Regions from separate parts of the Zea mays genome. Here all the other regions are linked to region 3. The links are chromatin contacts, called in public Hi-C maps. All regions are on one chromosome and are shown on one strand. The core of a region is the stretch at or near the end of the contact, and the rest is flanking DNA. Distances in the headings are between cores, read along the strand shown. Region 1 holds the start of LOC100282373. Region 2 holds the start of LOC118473551. Region 3 holds the start of LOC100285777 (LHT1).

The links. Hi-C and Micro-C count contacts between places; a contact is called where the count stands out from the background.
Region 1: a Hi-C map of tassel shows a contact between it and region 3, with 2.3 times the contacts expected there. The contact joins the promoter of LOC100282373 here to the promoter of LOC100285777 in region 3. A contact is called at or near these places in 3 of 25 Hi-C or Micro-C datasets (ear, endosperm and tassel).
Region 2: a Hi-C map of tassel shows a contact between it and region 3, with 4 times the contacts expected there. The contact joins the promoter of LOC118473551 here to the promoter of LOC100285777 in region 3. A contact is called at or near these places in 11 of 25 Hi-C or Micro-C datasets (bundle sheath, ear, endosperm and 4 more) and 1 of 3 datasets of contacts at active chromatin or transcription factors (seedling).

Annotation. Positions count from the first base shown.
Region 1 is chr10:55,876,529-55,881,448 of Zm-B73-REFERENCE-NAM-5.0, reverse strand. It overlaps LOC100282373, which reads right to left and starts at 2,420. Exons shown (of 5, transcript NM_001155285.1): 1 at 1,839-2,420; 2 at 1,296-1,435; 3 at 407-580; 4 at 68-304. The coding sequence starts at 2,274.
Region 2 is chr10:55,965,736-55,970,352 of Zm-B73-REFERENCE-NAM-5.0, reverse strand. It overlaps LOC118473551, which reads left to right and starts at 1,996. Exons shown (of 2, transcript XM_035963379.1): 1 at 1,996-2,429; 2 at 3,404-4,617.
Region 3 is chr10:56,102,452-56,107,126 of Zm-B73-REFERENCE-NAM-5.0, reverse strand. LOC100285777 (LHT1) reads right to left here and starts at 3,142. Exons shown (of 7, transcript NM_001413989.1): 1 at 2,987-3,142; 2 at 2,680-2,867; 3 at 1,252-2,038; 4 at 1,066-1,171; 5 at 885-976; 6 at 673-741; 7 at 268-573. The coding sequence starts at 2,867. The coding sequence ends at 475. It overlaps LOC100304039 (a long non-coding RNA gene), which reads right to left. Exons shown (of 4, transcript XR_560079.4): 4 at 4,333-4,644.

The DNA.
Region 1 (4,920 bases), core at 1,171-3,670, 220 kb after region 3:
TGGGTTACTACGAAGGAAAATAATGGATACTGTTAAAATTATTCCATTGATAATGACAATTTCGAACCTCATCAAGCCTTGGAAGGGGATGCATGATGACAGCATGTTTTGGCAGCACATCTAAGACCTTTTTATCCACGATGTACTTGCCACGAGCAGCTTCATAAAGGTCAATCCTCTCACCAAATCTTTCTTTTTGAATACGTGTTTGATAAATAACATCACACTTGGATGCCACCTCCAACAAATCTGAACTTTCTTCCCATTCAACACCTTTGGAATTTAAGTAGTTCTTGATATCATCCTTCGGACAGAATATAAACAAGCACAATTTCATTTATTCTGTATGGATAAAAAAGAAGATAAATGAAACAAAATCAAAGATATTTTTAAAAAAGACTAATACCTTCATTTTAACAACATCAGGAGATACAAAGTATATCTTAATGTTCTGGTACTTAGCAATCAAGTAAGCCAGAGAACGAACTGTCCTCCCATTAGCAAGGTCACCAACCAAACCAAGTTTAATTCCATCTAGTGTGCCAATTTCTCTCTTTATTGTGTACACATCCAACAAAGCCTGAAATTGCAAGTGAGAAATGATATTGTAAAATTTTCAAACAAAAGATAGATGCAACACAAAAGGTATTTGAGCAAGTTGGTATACAAATATAGAAATGCACTCCAGCGAGTATGACTGACTTTAGTTATCATCAAGAAGCAGCAGATACTTGGGTATTCCATATGAACCATTGGGTAAATGACTAAAAGCAATCTGTAGCATGTTCTGTGAATATTTTTGCTGATTTGTCAGAAGAAATTCTTGCAGGTGTAGAATATACCATCAGGAAGTTCCAACACAATGAAACCATAGTTAATTTATAAACAAATGGCACAAAGAATATGCAGTACATATGTATCCGTCCAGTGCGACATCATATAACAAAATACATAATGGACCATCAGACAGGTCCAGAAGCAGACGTGAAGAAAATGCTATAAGAGTATCCAGACTAAACCCTTGCTCGAGTGTCCATCCTCAAGTCCAAGTGCACCTTCCTATCCTTTTTATCCTTGCAAAGTACCCAAACATCAAAATATCCATCCAACAGGTCACTGACGCTTGTGAATATATTTGCAACATCCCAACCAATTGCTAGACCATCATTCAAAAAATCCATTTTTTACATGCTGTCATTTTTTACCTCCTGTCTCAGAATCTAACCCCCAAGGATGACAATTGACGACACTTCTTAAAGTGAGACAGGAGGGAAGATCAGAAAGTGAACATTTACCTGGGTTGGATGTTGCCCTGGTCCATCACCTGCATTAATAACAGGAATATTTGCAGTATCTGCTGCTTTCCTTGCAGCTCCACTTTCAAAATGTCTCAGTACAATAATATCGGAATAACCCTCAACGGTTCTTATGGTATCTGCATCATGGATACACATGGTTAGTGACCTGGAATTCGCTCAAGATACGGAAAATGGTAAAAATTGATCCAAATTGCAAATTAAGAACAAATTTAATTTCTACAACTGACAAGGTAATCCACTACGTCATTTTCCTTTGTTTTCGATTAAATCCAGTTCTGATCTCAAATTTGACTGGAACTTTGAGTGAAATGGAAATTTGGCAATTGCTAACTGGCAGAAAGCTTGGCATGCTCGTTTCCACACCTACTCGAGTGTGCTCAGGCACCACCGACTCTCAACAGCATCCATAATGCAATTGAGACACCGACTTGTCCACGCAAACAACCCCCTCGTCGTCACCGATGCATACATAATTTAACCTACTGTATTAAACAAAGCAGCTGAAGCTCAACAGCTCACCTTCGAGTGTCTCCCCCTTGGCGGCGGAAGAGAACTCGCGCGCATTCTCGGTGGTGACGACCTCCCCGCCGAGCCTCCGCATAGCAGCCTCGAAGGAGAGGCGCGTGCGCGTGGAGGGCTCGTAGAAAAGCGTGGCCATGAGGTACCCCTCGAGGACGCGGCTGGGGGCGCCGTGGGAACCCCTCTCCACGGCCTCCATCTCCCGCGCCACCTCGAAGATCTCGTTCAGCGCGTCCCGGTCGAACTGCTGCGCCTCGATCACGTCGCCCAGGCGCGTGGTGACCTGGTGGTGCTGCTGCAGCGCAGGGGAGGTGGCAGCGCCGCTGCGCAGGCGAGGGGCGGAGGAGGGCGTGAGGGACAGATGGGGGCTGCGGTGGGAGGACGAAAAAAGAGAGAGGTGGGGCCGCGGGAGGGCGGCGCGAGCGGCGGCGGCCATGGGCGCGGTTAAGCGAGGCGGCGGGAGCTAGGGAGGGTTTAGGGTTCAGCCGTTTTTTGGAGGACCAGGGGGCGGCGGCGGGACCGCGGGAGCTCGCTAGCTGCCGTTGTTTGGTTGGAGTTATGAGGACAGAGAACCTGTTCCATGCTGAGTAAGGCCTTGTTCGTTTGTGTCGGATTGCACTCGGAATCGTTGCAGCTAGTCAAAGTTTATATAAATTAGAGAAGCAATCCGGTTAGGAATCGTTCCGACCCACCAATTCGACACAAACGAACAAGGCCTAAGGGTGTTTCGGACTGCTCTCCTCTTTAAATCCCAACTCTTCAGTGTATAGCGGCTCTCTACTTTAGAGTTTAACAATATTTTCATATGTTTGACTTGTAATTTTGTTCCAATCTTAAAAAAATGAGATTTTGTTGAAAAACTCTATTACATTAGGATGATGCTGTATTTACGATTTTTTCAAGTATAAAAATTATTAAAGAGAAGTACAAAACATTATAAAAAGAAAAACATAAATTAACGTTTGGCTCAATCGTTTTCTTTTGACGTTCCATCAATGTCTGCTTCACCGTTGTCGATACTGGATTTCAATCCCCTGAAGATATTAAAAATCAAGGCAACATAAGTGGATACGAACCTTGATTCTTAAATTATCACTTCTCTGAAATGTTAGCTTAGAGGACCAAGGTTTATATACGAAACAGTATTGAATAAAATGACAATAAATAGTGAAGTATGAAACCTATCTCATATCTTTATTTCATTCTTCCTTATATTCAACGAAATTACAAACATACTTTCGACTTCTCTATGTGAGAAAAATTATGAAGATTTTTTGAAGGCTAAGCAATACAAAGCTAAAGGTCCTTCAGATATAATCTTATACATGACATTGTTCATCTATTTATAAGAGAGGTAAACAGTCCCGTACAGAATTTGTAAACCCTAAAAGTTGGTCCTACAAGTCTAAGAAGTTTTTTTATAAAAGAGAGGAATACTGGGAATTTGTTTTAGTGTGTGAATTCTTGCATTTGAGATATGTTCATTCAAAAGAGTCCTAAACAAACTATCCTTATACAAAATAAAAAATTTAGATTTATACTCACTAAAATATTTAAGATGACATATTAGAAAATGTTTTCTAGAATAATATATTTTGTATATATGAGTTCCATATTGAAAAGCAATCGGTTAATAAATAAGGTAAATAATAAGATGAATAAAATGAAACCTGCATTTCATGCTGGAATTTATTGTTTGTGCATTTAACCTCGAATGTGGAATTCAAAACCCAATTCAAATTCGAATAAACTAAAACGAAAATAGAAAAGATGAAAGAAACGGAAGTAGAAAAGAAAAAAAGAAAAATGACATCTGCATGGGCCGAAACACACCTTCCCGGCCCATTACCTCGCACCATCGGCCCATTGCCGCACTGTCAGGCGGGACCTTCGTTCTAGCCTGCGCTCCCCACATGCACTGACAGACGGGGCCAGGATGTTAGCCCCAGCCCCCACTAGCTGAATCGCTGCGCGTGGGCCCACCCAGATGGACCCCCCCATACCACGTGCTCCCGCCTCGACACTGACCGGTGGACCCTATCGCTAATCCAACCCCACGCGCCCCTGCCCGGTCTCCTGTGTCCACCTTGTGGGCCCGCTAGAACAGCATTATAGATCTTCTCCCACGCAATCCTAACAAACTCCTGTGGTTCGCAGATCTCGTTGCGACCACCTCACCAAGCATCGCCCCACTTCGCTGCTCTAAAAGTCAAGCCACCACGACCCCTTCCCTCCTCCCATCCAAGACAAGGGCATTGAGAGGTCTTTCCCCATCGAGAGCTGAGAGAACTGGGAGAGCTTCGAGCCGCCGCACCTGCTTGCGGTCTGCAACACCAATCGGGGCCCTGGTGGTGGATAAGGGGCGATGCGTGCACATATAGAACCTGGTTAGGGCACCGTTGGGCGTGAAGGACCGGAACGTCGCCGCAAATTCCTCGTCGGACCATTGGGACCGCCGTGATTAGCGGTGTGCCAAGTACTGGCATCTCCGAGGCTTCCACTATTAGTGAGTAACACCCCGATTGTTTGGTTTATTGCACCTAAGGGCCATATAGTGTATCTCCGGCGAGCTCGCTGTCGTGAAGGGCACGACACCATTAATTAGACCGCGGTAGGCATAGGGGAACATCACTGGTTGTTGGATCATTCATGGGCGAGCTAGATTAGATAATTGATACCCCTTCATCGCGTTAAATGTTATTCGTTGGTTCATGATCCGATGGATCCGATTCATGGGTGGTGTGGCAGATGTGCGGCCTTAGATCCAGAATCTGACGGCTTGCATGGTGCGGTGAGTGCATATTGATCCGATCTAATCTAGAGCATAGGTTTCATATTGAACGACTACCGATGGAGCTTACCCCTTCGATCGCCCGGATTTGCAAAAGAATCCCTAAAATCTTAGGAATGAACCCGCAGTCCCCTTGTATTCCAAGATCATTACTCGGAGGTCCTGAATTTGGCACCAAACACCCTGTAGACCATAATCGTTGGTTAAACTAAATAAAAATCGGGAAAATGATTTATAGTATAGAAATAAATCCAATAATCTTAGCTAAATCATAACTTGCACGTTTTAGCT
Region 2 (4,617 bases), core at 747-3,246, 140 kb after region 3:
CCTGGACCTCGTTCACTAGAGGCTGGGACCCAACCTCTCATCGCCGCCTACAGCACCATGGCGTTGACTCCACCATCTTCTGGCTGGCTCATCGACTTCGGTGCATACCACACCACCCCTACCATAGGCATGCTATCTCGTTCACACCCACCTCATTCTACACAACCTACCTCAATCGTCGTTGGAAACGGTTCCACTCTTCCAGTCACATCAGTAGGTGCCTCGGTACTCCTTGGACCGTTCTATCTCAACGACGTCCTCGTAGCCCCACACATCGCCCATAATCTCCTTTCTGTCCATTGGTTCACCACTAACAATTCTTGTTCCATTGAGTTTGACCTTTCTAGTTTTCTGTGAAGGATCTAGCCACTAGGACCCCACTCGCCCGATGTGATAGCGTCGGGCCCCTCTACACGCTCCGACCCTCTTTCACCGGTGCGTCTCCACCTCCCATCCTAGAGTCCACCACCACCTCCACCACTTGGCATCATCGTCTCAGCCACCCAGGACCTGACATCATGACCAAGCTTTCCAGAAGTTTAGATTCTTCTTTTATTAGGGACATTTTGAATGCCTCTGTCATGCTTGTCAGCTTGGCTACCATACTCGTCTCCCTTTTACTACCTCTTCTTCTCGGGCTGAGCAGGCTTTTGACCTGGTTCATTGCGATCTTTGGACCTCCCGTATACTTAGTCTTTCTAGATATAAATACTATTTGTCAATTTTGGATGATTTTCCATTTTCTCTGGACTTTTCCTCTTCGTTTGAAGTCCGACACTTTTACCACCCTCACTCACTTCTTCGCCTGGGTCTCCACCCAGTTCCGTCGCCCGGTCCATGCACTGTAGTGTGACAATGGCCATGAGTTCGACAACCATGCCTCCCGGTCATTCTTCCCCACCAGTGGCTTCAGTTACGTCTCTCGTGGCCCTACACCTCTGCCCAGAATGGCCGGGCCAAGCGCATGATTCGCACCACCACTAATATGATCCACTGCCTTCTCTTCCAGGCATATCTCCCTGCCATCTACTGGGCAGAGGCCCTATACACCGCCACCCACCTCCTCAACTATCCTCCATCGAAGGCGGTGAGCCACCCCACCCCCTACTTTAACCTGTATGGCACAACCCCTCCTACGACCACCTCCGCGTGTTCGGCTATGCTTGCTATCCCAACACTTCTGATACTGTAAAGCCCAAAAAATGATATAAATAAATAGATATAATTATGTTAGTATTTTGGGGAATTTTCGAAGCCTTTTGGAGATTTATTAGTTCCCTTCCTTTTCATAGTTAGATAAAATAGTAAATTAATCAAGTAACCAATAAATAAATAAAGGAATGGGCATTCCATGCTTATGAATTTGTTGGGGTGCATTTTCGTGAAATGAGGAGTCATAATTTACATTTGATCTCAACTTATAAATTAAAATATAACATGAGAAACGGAATTTGTAATAAAGTAAATTGTCGTTAGAATTAAATATTGGGAAGGTGAATAAATAATAATAGTGGAAATAGTAGGATTTGTATTATATATAATTGTGATTGGGGATCTGAAATGCAAAATAGGAATTTGAATTTGGTTTGAAAATTTCAAATTGGAACTAGAAATAAATTTGAGGTTTAAATAGAAAATGGAAGTGAAAAACAAAAGGAGAAAACAACAGACCTCGTCATAGGCCGAATTTCCAAGTTCTCGGCCCATCCCGTCCCCTCTTGCGCGGCCCAATCTGGTCGCAGCCACTTACACGCGGGACCCACGCCACCAGCTCCTTCCGCCGCCGCGCGCATCGCGCGCCCTCGTCGTCGCATGGGCCCTCATCGCCAGCCTCATCGCTCCGTGCTTGTGACCACTGGTTCACCGCTTGGTGGGCCCGGGCTGTAAGTCATCTTCTTCCTAAACTGAACACCGGGGTGCGCGGCGGTCTCCGCTGGCTGCGTGGCTTCAGCGGCTCCACGCGCATGACCAGGCGGATGCGCACTCGCGAACCCGGTCTGTCCCAGCGCAGCGAAAGCGTGTGGGCCAATGGTGTCGGGCTCGCCCCGTCCTCGGGTTATTCTAATCCCGCGCCGCAAACTCCGTCTTCCTCGGCAACAGATTCGGCAACCGGGGTATAAGAATCGGCCTCCCCTGACCATCTATCCAGTGTGCCGCCGAGATTCCAAAGGAGGGAGAGAAATAGGAGCTCTTGCCGGTGTGGCGCCAGTAGATTTTGACGACTCCCATCGCCCGTCGTGCAAGCACTTCTTGGGAATCTGTGTGCGGTCGGGGTGGTGCGCCTGGAGTTGGTGATCGTGGGCGACGCCTGCGCTGGCAGTGGTGTGGTGGTGGGGTGACCGTGGCTTCTGCAATTCCTCAACGAAGCTCTGAACTTCCAATCGAGCGGCTGCTCATCGGGGACCAGCTTCTCTGCAACATCTTTGACGGTAAGGTCTTGGTAGAATGATTTTCCGTTTCCTCTGTGTCGCGTAGCACCTATCAGTGCGTGTCGTTGGGCACCAGATCGCTGGAGCACCGTTCGCCGGCGAGGTTGCTGCCGTGGCGGGCCCTATGCTGTCGCCAGGTTGGTCCTCTGGGGAAGAAGGGCTCCTTGCCGTCGATTGCGTAGCGTACGGTTCCGATTAAACATAGAGTACCGTTTTGGTTAAGTAAATCTGGACCCTACATCTAAATTTAATGGTCGGCGGACCTCATAAACCTTGGGCCATCGGATCTCGATCTAATGGTTAGGATGGCGTACCGGTTCGGGGTCTGGTCTAGTGCGTTGGATCTTGATCGGGCGGCCCATATTACGCTCCGGTTCTCTTTAAGCCTGAATCTAATCTAGACCACAGGATTCTGATCGGATGGCTTAGAATTCACGATACCCCTTCGCCATGCCATTCTTACTTAAGGACCCCTCTGTTTTCTTAATATCAACCGCCGTCCCGAGTGGTTTAAAGATCCTTACGCTGAGGCCCTGGTTTTTTATAAAATAACCCCTGATCTTTAGTATAATAATGTGTACAGTCCAGAACTCGGGGGAATTAAATAATTGAGTAAGGAAAATGAATTTCTAGTGTAAAAATAATCCTAGAACTTGTTTAATTCCTAGAGAATTCATACTTAGTCCAAATTAATCCATTCCAGTTCCTATAATTTTGTAATAATGTTGTTTATCACCTAGTGTCTCTGTTTTGACATGAATAACACAATAAAATTTATATCCTATTTAATCTTGTACAAAACACATAAAACCTTCAGAAATTCATAACTTAAAATCTATAACTCCAAAATTAATGATTCCTGTTCCTAGAATCTTATTTTAATGTGTAGATTATTATTATTTATTTTATTTACATGTTTGGTGTGATGTTAATTTTGCCTATGTTATGTTTGTCTGTATTGCTACGTTTAGCAGTGAGGACACCGTGTCATCTGAAGAGCAAGTTGGTACCTGGAATCTCAAGTGCCAGGCAAGTTGTGCCCTTGATCACTTTTTTTACCCAGTCATCTTTTGATTAATCATAATGATCTGCATAGGATAATTTTGATGTGACCCTTTATGTTACCCTAGTTTGATTATCTTTATACCTTGACTCCACTAAACTTTTTGGGTAGTACCTGCTATTGCTTTATGTGGTTTTGGGTCTAGAGATACATTTTATTCATGATTATATTTTATTATCAGTTGTTATCTACTGTTCATGTTAAGATCATTATGTTAATTGGAACATGGAGAACCACCCGGGAAAATAGTGCTACCACAAGGGTTGTATGGGACACCCTTGGCTGACTAATTAGGAAAGCTAGTGGAAGACTACCTTACCCAAAAGGGGAAAGGGCAGTAGGGGAGTTGCATGCAGGGAGGTTCTCGGGTTGATTTTGCTGCAATGGCGGTCAGACGAGGGATTCTTACAAGTGCTCTTCCCATAAACTGTAGCGGGTTTTCGAAAGCTAGTGGAACTTTGTAAAGGCCTCGTAGTGTTACCCAGCCTCGCCTCCTCGGTAGAGGTGTACGGGATTGGCCGTCTCTTGGCAGATGGGTAACATGACTTGTGGGTAAAGATGCACAACCTTTGCAGAGTGTAAAACTGGTATACTAGCCATGCTCACGGTCATGAGCGACTCGGACACTCACATGATTAATTTATGCAACTAAACTCAATTTGTCATATGCATTGCATTGAGGGTGTTGTTATTACTTTTGTTCTTCTACTTAATTGGGTTGGTATTTACTTATACTTAGTAATTGCTAATAAAATTTTGACCAACTTTAAAAGCAATGCTCAACTCTAACCATCCTCTTTGGTAAGCCTTACACCTCACGTGAGCTCCCACCTTTGGCGAGTTCATGCACATTATTCCCCACAACTTGTTGAGCTATGAACGTATGTGAGTTCACTCTTGCTGTCTCACACCCCCCACAGGTCAAGAACATGTACCGCAGGATGAGGCGCATGGAGGATGTTGTGACGTGTTCGTGAGAGGTATAGGCCGTCGTCTCCCAATCAACTTTGGGTTGCTGGATCGTTGTCTCCTTATGATGTAATTATTTATTTATTTTATACAGAACTCCTATTATATAGCAAAGATGTGACATTTGTTTCTATACCACTATTCATCATATGTGTG
Region 3 (4,675 bases), core at 1,893-4,392:
TAGTGCCCGTCCCTGCTAATAGCTAGTTGGTTCAACTGGTAATCAGGTTTTTAGCTGCAGTATCTGATATTATTCGATATTAAGGCCTTGTTCGTTTGTTTAGAAATGGACCAGAAATCATTCCAACTGATTAAAATTTATATAAATTATAGAAACAAACCGGTTAGTAATCAATTCATGCCTCCGTTCCTGAAGTAACGAACGACCCTAATAGTGTTGGTCCCGCGCGAGCCACACAAAACAATAAAGAGTGCTAAACAACGTTGTGAAACGAAAGATCACCGAGTAAAGCCTACTTGCTCTTTTAATGTCCCAACTACAAGATACATTAAGCTCTGTGGATGATAGAAATATATATACTCCTAGGAGCTACTAGCATCAATCTCACTCGCTCGTGTACATTAAAAGCCAATCCACCCTAAGAAATGTAATGCTAACAAAACAGCCACGCCATACGACTCCAGTTGATCGATTTTACTGGTAGAATTTGTATGTGGTGGCTGACAAAATGATCTGCCGGAGCCCTCCTATCGGACCCAGAATCAACAGCAGCACTCCAATAACGATGCAGATCTGAAGAACATGCATGGGAGACACAGATAAATCAGAGGACACAACCTTAGCAGAGTCATTATTATACTAGGAAGGCTGTTTATGTTTCTCAGTTATTACCCAGTTGATGAACCATGAAAGGCCGAACCGTTTGGGCTTGTAAACCTTGAGCCACATGATGCAGGGAAGCTGGAAGAAACATGCAAGGTTTGGTCAGCTCTAGAATACATTTCCGAACTTGATGCGAAATTCAGAATGCGCCATTGTTGTTGTTGCAGGAAAAAAAATGGGTCAATTAATGCAATCATGCATGGATCTTTGGAAAAGCTTACAAAATAAGTTGTCGGTGCGAAGGCTAATCCGCCGAAGAAACTGAGCAATCCACCGAAGAAGGGGAAAGTGATGCCTAGAAACATTGTGAACGCTGCACACATGTTGCACGCACTTGTTTGTTAGGACGTCAGATGCTTGTCGATCTACTGCTTTAGGGTTCAGTTCAGATAGAGGCATTACCAACATAGACGCTCCGGGCAATAAGACGGAGCGTGAGGCTCGGAGCGAACCTCATTTTCTTGACCAGCACCGTCTCTATCATGTCAAACACCGGCATGGCATAAACCTGCACCGACAACCAATGACATGGATATGGAGTGTATGTGACTTGGATATGGAGAAGTGAAATGTTTGTACCGTACGTACCTGGTAACTGCCAATGACATGGACGACGACCATCATGTTGGCGAGGGCAATGAGCCACTTGGGCTTGGAGAGCGTGATGAGGATGTTCTCGTCGACGCCGCTGCCGAAGGCCCAGTACCCGACGAACGTGACGGGGAAGTAGCAGATGGCGACGACGACGTAGGCGACAAAGGCGCCCTTCCACATGGCCTTCTTGGACGGCTTGTCCGGCGTGGACGGGATGGTGGCCTGGATCTCCAGCACCACGTTGTGCCCCGAGTAGGCGAACGCCACGTCCCCTAGGCCTCCCAGGAAGCCGAACACCTTCCCTGGGGTGGTCGTGGCGCGCAGGTGGTAGTCCACGTCCTCTCTCCTCCCTCTGTGCAGCGACGCGCCCCACGCAATGGTGGAGTAACTGAGCGACATGACGGCGGCGGCGAGCGACACGGCGGAGATGGAGTTGAAGTTGGGGAGCTGGGAGAGGACCAGGTGGACGGAGGCGAAGATCATGATGAAGTAGGAGAGCTTCAAGTCGCCGCCGCACCTGCCGCCGTCGCAGATGACGTCGTGGAACTTCTTGAGGGACTGGCCGCCGGTGACCATGTAGATGATGTTCAGGCTCACCTCTACTGCCAGCTGCTGCGCCACCACGATCCAGAGGCCCAGCCTGTCGCCGAAGACGTGCTGCCCGAGCTCGTGGTACCGGTCGAACCGCTTCCCAGGCACCATCTCGTGCATCTCCACCATCTGCCATAGCGTGTATAGGGTGATTATCCACGACAGGATCATCACCGCGATGCCAGGGCCCCTGTGTGCACGCCAATAATCAACAATGAACCATTTATCTGCCCGTGACCCCCTAATAATCTTTATCTGACAACGAGTTAATCGCTCGTACAATTGAATCACTTTATTCAGCTGTTGATAAAAGGATCGTATTTTAATTAATTGTAGTCCACATGTTACTATATACGATACAAACTGAGAGCACCAACTTAAAAAACCCTATTAAATATGATAGTCATCATGACGTGCATATATATGATGATATAGATGCCAAATATTCATGTATATACTCTCAAATTATAGGTATACATCATGACGTGTATTTAACTTATCGGGTGTGACCGGTATTCAGGTTTTTGTTCATGTACCTATCATGTTACTTTTGTAACTGTCACATCGTCTAGACAAAATCGGCCCAACAGCGCAAATTAACACACATGAGACTACTAGACCAAAAAAAAAAGAGGCAAGTCATGAGACATAAACATAAGGACCGGAAAGAGACAACAAGCTAACTTGAGATTTTTTTTCCCGGCACCAATCAGGGTGGGGGAAAGAAAATCTGGATTTTTCTTATCTCATCAATCTTCTTAGCTTGTATTGAGGTCGAATCGATCATCATCGGAAGCCGGATTTAGGATTCGTGACATGAAGTATACGTACCAGCCAAGCTCGGACATGGCGTAGGGGAGGCCGAGCACGCCGGCGCCGACCATGGCGGTGACATTGTGGAAGGCGGAGTACCACCACTTGGCCTTCCTGGAGGAGTTGATAGGGAGCCAGTCGTCGATCGACTTCTCCTGCTGCTGGGTCGTCCTGCCGCCGCCATCGTCCACGTCCTGCTCCTGCATCTGCATGCGAGTTTTTATATGTATGTTATTGACGCCCCCAGCCCCCTATAGATCATGTAAGAGATCGATTTCCTTGGTAAGAGAGAGAGATCGAGAAGAAGGCGCCGCACTGCACGTACTACGTCGTACGCGCACCTTTTGAGAAGAGAAGCTCTGGGTCTGGGGCGGTGCTTGCGTCCCCAATGGAATCGATATGGCGAGAGAGAGAGAGAGAGAGATGGAGAGGAGGCGGCGGCGGGTCCTGCTGCCGAGAAAGACGACTCAGCGTCAGCTGGTTTCCGATCCACCCGATCGATGGCCTAGCTAACAGCACATAAGTAGCCGAGTTAGTTTCGGTGGCAGCGCGTATACCGCTACGTACATATTCTCTCTCTCCGAGTTATTATCAATAATAATAATAATAATAATAATACTGTGTACTGTATCATTAAGGCCCTGTTCGTTTTTATCAAATCTATGGAGATTGAGAGGGATTGAATCCCCTACAAGTCAAAATCCTCCTCAATCCACTCCAATCCCCCTCAATCCCCATGGATTAGGGATGAAACGAACAAAGCCTAACGTGGTACACGTGTGGTTTTGATTTGTCAACTACGTGTACATTTTTTTACTAGTACGTACGTATGGCAGTACCAGTACTGGGCTTGTGTATGTCGTGCCGAGAATTTGGAAGCAGGGAAAGGACACCTGTGTGGTTCACCGCGGCGCCGTCCATTGTTCAGAAGTTATATATATTGCTTTTTTACGCTTTCACACACCGAAGATAAGTCAGCTCAAACCTGATCGATGATGTGTCGTCGTCAGGGACTCAGGGTTCAGGAATTGCGTATGCGTCTTCTTGTGGAAAAACGTGTCTCAAGAGTCAAGAGTCTTCTCTCCACCGTCGAATCATGCACTTATACTAGCTAGCTATATCTTGACCGCACATCAAAATATAGCTATATCAAGATATAGCTAGCTAGTATATGTGTATGATTAGAGCTGGAAACAAGCCGGCTTGGCTCGGCAGTGCGACGAGCTGGGATAACCGGGTCGGCTTAGCTCGAACAAGGCTCACGAGCCACTGTGCCACCTAGACTGTGCCGCCCAGGCAGTGGCGGTCCTAACATTTTAGGGGCTCGGGAGAAGGTTTCAAATAGAGATCATTCAAATTATTTTTAATATATAAATGTTACTAATTAAACATTTTTAATACATCTAAAAATATTTATGTCAAATAATAAGTAAATAAAAGGATATATGCACTTTAAAATTTTCTTCTAACATGTTTAGATATTCATTACTTTATTAATAGGTTATTGAATCACATGATTAGAATTGGGTCCTATGAATTCGGAGGCCCAGGGCAACCGTCCCTCTGCGGCATCCTCAGGGCCACCACTGCGCCCAGGTGACAGATTCGGTTGCCAGCAAGCATAAGTTACAGATTTGAAGCTATTTTCAGGTCACAAGATAGACAACACAGTAATAAACTGTTAATACTTAATAGACGAGAGATGAAATAATGAAATTATAATTTATTTACACATCCATGACCCATACCATGCGGTCCAATGATCCCATCACATTCCATATTCCATAAGACCATGACCAAAAGTATGATACTCTAATCTAATAAGCTATCACCAGTCACCATAAGGCATAAGTCTCATCACATTTCAAATTTCATAAAGCAGTCTAAGCAGCAGAGGACAAAAGATCTGTTAACAGATGCATGAGGACAGCCTGACGTACGGTGCACAGCAGTGTTCAGGCGCCCAGCAGTTTGACAAGAAACCTGTTAACAGATTAAGTTTGACAAGAACTGA